Linked DNA regions of Hordeum vulgare: region 1 is linked to region 2. The links are chromatin contacts, called in public Hi-C maps. All regions are on one chromosome and are shown on one strand. The core of a region is the stretch at or near the end of the contact, and the rest is flanking DNA. Distances in the headings are between cores, read along the strand shown.

The links. Hi-C and Micro-C count contacts between places; a contact is called where the count stands out from the background.
Region 1: a contact with region 2 is called in a Hi-C map of leaf, with 4 times the contacts expected there. The contact joins two enhancer-like sites. A contact is called at or near these places in 2 of 6 Hi-C or Micro-C datasets (leaf and seedling).

The regions. Positions count from the first base shown.
Region 1 is chr6H:448,257,481-448,260,180 of MorexV3_pseudomolecules_assembly, forward strand. No RefSeq gene overlaps it. Among protein-coding and RNA genes, the nearest start is that of LOC123404065, 44 kb to the right of the region's middle. Within about 2 kb of position 1,446, at least 3 of the 3 cell types and tissues checked have open chromatin away from gene starts, as enhancers often do. A contact at or near this core is called in leaf, where this site is marked.
Region 2 is chr6H:448,118,560-448,121,259 of MorexV3_pseudomolecules_assembly, forward strand. No RefSeq gene overlaps it. Among protein-coding and RNA genes, the nearest start is that of LOC123403522, 8.9 kb to the left of the region's middle. Within about 2 kb of position 1,357, at least 1 of the 3 cell types and tissues checked has open chromatin away from gene starts, as enhancers often do. A contact at or near this core is called in leaf, where this site is marked.

The DNA.
Region 1 (2,700 bases), core at 196-2,695, 140 kb after region 2:
TTAATATCTTATTTCTCAAACATTTAGAGCCATAGGGAACTTCAAAATGATAATCAGATCACATTATTTTTGTATGGCATAACACTGTATAAGTATCATGTCGTAAGCCCCTATTCGCTGATTATGGTGTCCTTTATGTGAAAAAAAAATCAAGTTTACTCATTACAGCTCTAGAAAATGCCACAATAAGGAAACCTAAAGCTGACTTCTCCACGGTCGGCCTCCTACATCCGAGTAGATATTTGAATATCTTCACATTTTTTTTATGATAGCTTAGCGTGTAAACAAACTACTGTATTTCACTGGCTTTCCTTTTTTCATAAAGCAAAATTATACCGTCTAGCCAATGCAATGTACCTCCATAATGTGCGAGTTATACTTTTCCACTTATCTGACATGTGTACTCTATTTACCCGCAAAAAAAAAGACATGTGTACTGTATTATGTTGATAGTTTTTAAACACCAATAACAGGTGTATAAGTCAAGGGCACTAGTTTTTGTTACGGTGGCATAGTTCCTTTGTCCTGTGATCATGTCGTAGATAGTACTCCTTCTCCTACTCCTACTTGGCTGGCGTATGGGCCGTTTGTTCTTGAATGCGAAGGGTTCGATCTTGGCTCCAATGGTGTTGACGTCGACCAACCTAGCAGCACCGCAGGAGCCGTAGTCCTTGTTTATGAATCCGAGACGATGGATACTTACGTTTTCGAGACCACTGGATCCCATTACTCGAATGGTATCGACGGGCGGTTCTTCCTTCTTGGACGTGGACCGACCGCGCAATCAATCACAACATGCCCGGCGACGCCATCTGAACTGAAGAAAATCGCCAGCCATGGACGGATCACGGATGGAGCCGTGCCCATGCATGCCTGAAATTTTAAAAAGCCACGGCCCACGGGGAGCATGAGCATCCATTCCATTCCAGCTACTGTTGCCGCCGAGAAAGGGGAGGCATTGCCCATTGCAGCCGCATTGAATTGGACGGGTGGCTTGACGCTCGAAGCGGCAGCGGTCGCAGCTACTACTACCATATGTCAGGGCCGGCTGGCAGGCAGGCAGGCTTGTTACTACTACCACGTAGTAGCGTCTGGGCTGGAGGTGGTAGCGACCAACGACTCCCATCATCACCTTCAACTTCAATGCCCTCTCGCTCTCGCTCGCTCGTTAACTCTGCTATAGTAGCCTCCTTTGGTTTGTAGGAGTATTGAATTGATCGGATCCGCCGGGCGGTGCCTGCGCGGTGACCAAACTAGTACTAGCAGCTCATATGGCGGACACGTCGGGACTGGGCAGTTGGCGAGGTTAAATACGATGTGATCTCCCGCCGGTTCTGACCCTACGCACACGCAGGCGCGAACCCGTCACCGACGCCCGTGTATCAGTCTCAGCGTATGTATCGCACACTGCACGCTTGCACAGGGCAGCCAGGGCGGGAGGGGAGCTTTGTCTCCGACCTGCGGTGCCAAAGCTCGGACGCTACCACAGACAGCGCGGGGTCCCGTCCTGCAGATGCCTTAAATCCTCCACGAGACCGCCACCAACCTGAATTTCATCCAAATACACCAAGCCACAGTAGTAAGCAAAACAGCCCATCACCAAACGCACGGTGACAAGATAGTCTTCCATGAAGACGAGACGACGACGCGACGACCCCTTCATTCACCAGCCTACGGCTCCGAGCCAGTAGCACTGGAGGAAGGAGGGAGGAGCGAGCATCACCATTGACGCGACGGCTATTTGGCTACTTATTTGCAATTGCAGCCGATGATTTAGTTGGGCGACCTACTTCTCTCACGTCGCCAAACGCCAAGGCCGATCCCCTCGGCATCACATTCACAGGACACGGTCATACGCTACGGGACAGCAAAGCCACGCAAGAACTGACCTAGCATTTCGCACCCAACAAGAAGCCGCTTGGTGGCGTTCCGTTTGAGCAGCCAACGAGATCTCCAGTTCCGTCCGCGTCTCTCGTGGAAACCAATATGAGGTGAGCGGTGACATTGAGTTAGGTAGACTAGAACGGTCACTGCAGATTTTGTTGGTGTGACCATGAATGAGGTTTAGCACGGTCCAGGTGCTATGGATGGATGGGAACAGCATTTCTCTGCCAAGGGGAAGAGCTCGGTAAAAAGTACCCCTGAGAGCAGGCGCAAAGGTTTGAGGTTAGTACAAAAGAGTAGTACGGAGTAGTAAACAGCGGCGTGTGAGTGACCATGACGGGAGAAAATGGGTTCGCCAACTTCTATCCGTTGGGAGGGATTGAGAAGAAAAGCAGTGTATCCAAAGGCAGACCGTGTTGCTTAAATTTTCATTTTGAGCTGACAAACTTATGGTACAGATTGTACCAAGGATTAATAGCGGACAAAGTAGTAACCACAGGATCCGTACAAGAAGCCTGGTACCGGCTATAGTTGGTTAGAGAAAGAAAACAATACAACAGACCACGTTCAGATCTCCGTATGCAAAAGCATCAGCAAGAAAAGCATCCGAGTTTGCGGGATGCATTCCTATGCCAAGGGAAGAGCTTTGGTACAAAATACTCCCTCCATTCCTGAGAGGCCGCAAAGGTTCGCAGTACAAAGCAGACTAGTTTGATTTCTTTTTTCAAATTAGCTGCATGTATGTAACTCAGCATCGATTTTTTTTTTTTTTTTTGAGATGGAACGCCCCATTCCATTAATAAACCGGTGTGTTGT
Region 2 (2,700 bases), core at 107-2,606:
GACGGCAGATTGTGACCTTCAATGGTCACCGTAATCTTGGGTTGTGCAGAACCGGTTTCAAACAAAACCTTGTGGCAACCCATCTGACTTGCTATGTTGATAGTGTATAACATGGACAAAAGGTTCAGCCTGTAACGCATCCATGGCCCTCTCCAGGTTGCCTGCACCAGCAGCCTTAGCTTCTCCATCTTCATCTCTGATGACAGCCATTGGAGTCCTTCTGAAATGCACCATCTGTTATAACCTTCAGGGTTCCTGATAGAAGTTGGGACCATTTCCCTGCAGGCTGTTGCTTCAGTTTACCGTCTCCTTTCTTCACCTTAAAAGCATTCATTACATGATAATTAATAGAGGACCAGTCGAGCAGATCTCATCATCAGAAGTTGTAATAGCATCTCCCACGTTTGTTTTATTTCTCTGATCCCACTGACGCCAAAGAAGTATGCAGGTTTTAATTCTCGCTTTTTGCGAGAAATGCAAGCTAAGAATCTGTCCATAAAGCTCATGGAATTCCTCTCCAGCCTTTGGACCATTTATCCGTGTACAGTGCTTGCCAATCTTCTACGTAGTTCTGTAACTCCATAATACGGTCTTCAGACTACAGATTAGCAGGTCCATGGAAGAACAAACTGAAGGGAAAAAAAAATTCAAAAAATGAAATATCAGAGCGAGGTTTCGATCCTCGGACCTGTGGGTTATGGGCCCACCACGCTTCCGCTGCGCCACTCTGATCTTGTTGCCCTTCATCTGGTATTCATCTATTTATAGCATTCCGCAGCTCCCACGTTGTCTACTCTTCGCAAGTGCAGTACATATACAACATCTTCCACTGTAAATTTTGACGTGCAGAAGTCAGCCCCCATGCCCAGTGCAGTCAAGCATCGAACAACAGCATTCTCGTATAAGCCTCCATTAAGCTTGGCATCCACGGCACAAAGCAAAGATAAATAAAAGAAGGAAAGAAAAGGCAAAAGCGAAACGCTGACTCCTTTTGCCCCCAACCTTGGGTTTTACGGCCAGCACACATCTCTGCCTGCTTTCCATTTGTTAAAGAAGAAGAAGAAGAAGAAGAAGGGGAAAAGAAGTCGGCTCGCGCTTTGCGCTTTCGATCGGATTTTGATTAGGATGGGCATGTTCTTGGTGAGCAACAAGTCTTGACTCTTTTCGCTTTCACCTGCGTCTGCGTGCGATCCCTCCACATATCCACATGTAGCTTGCAGGGACCGGCTACTTGGGAGTCTAGTCAACCGTCGCCACTGGATTTTCCGCGCGAGTCCAAACGGATGAAAGCTCGTGCTCGGGTGGCGGGCAATGATCGATGCCATGGAGAATTAGGTCGCGTGAGACATCACCTGGATTTGTTTTCTACCTACCCCTCCCTTTCCTGGGAATGAACCTGCAGCGCAGATGTTTCTTCGATTACGACCGTATAATCTGTTCGTTTTTGAATCAAAGAAATAGTAAAACCACGTGCCATCGCTGCTTATTTGTTTTGCGTGTATGTGTTATTATTCTGGAGAACGCGGCAAGTGATTGACTAATCGGCGTTGGCGGGGCTGCACGCACGTCAGCAAATCACCTTCCATGAAGCTCTTGTCACGTCGTCTCGGCATAAGATTCCATGTCACTAGTCAAGATTTGATTGGGTCCATGGTCGAGTCGTTTCGGATTACGCTGAATTGATACGTCCGTGTCAAGGACACAAAATTCGGCAGCGAATTGCAGGTAAACTACTCGGAGGCCAGGGTAAGCGGAGAGAAAGGAAAAGGCAAGCAGCAGCCGGCCCTTTGGTGTTCGAGTACCACATGGACGTACTGTTGAGGCGTTGATCGGCCGATTTTCATCATGACATCATAGCATCGAGGAGATTGGGAGATCGAAAGGTGGCAGAGGGGATCGATCGACAAGGGCAACTCAAATCAGCTTGCCTGCCCCTCACGCTCATCATGGCGTTGCATCGGTCAGGGATGAGCAATCCAGCGAATGAGACAGGGATCTCTCTCGATCTCTCATGAATCGTGCAACTCAAATTCTGCACCAAATAACTGTGCCTGCCTCCGTTGTCGACGGCAGTAGGGATCCAAGAAGGTGCACCTTCAGATCAAATCAAGCCGCATGCAGGCCCTGCAGCCTTAATACTACCGGGAACCGCTCAACAATTCATTCGTTCACATGAGCTCTGCTGCAAGGATGTGGAGGTGGAGCTAGCTAGTGCTGCATGTCTTTTGCACTTTTCATACGAAAGCGTAGCTTGGAGGACAGTAAATTCAGGCAGGCCCCGTGTGATCTCGAAAAAGTTCACTGTTGCTGTGGCGTAGTACTGTACTGTATTGCTTTACCGCCAATTAACACCCCACACTGTGGCTGCACATAGGAAATCACACGGGAGAACATATCGTACTGCTAGTCAAGTACCTAATATGGCTAGCTTTATAATTTGATGATGTAGTACTAGGTAGAAGCAATTTTGACCGTTAGTAGCATCGATAAACAATTACAGTAGCAACTCTAGATCATGCAGTACAAACCGAGATGTTTCATATCACCCCTGTCCTCAATCCCTAGGCGCCTTGCAAGATGAGAGCCCATAATAGTATAATCACTAGCCAGAGACTACAAAACTCCTGAACTCCTCCCGGTTCCATTGCCCCATGCATGGATTAAAAACAAGAGCAACACGCGTTAATCTAGCTTAGTTTG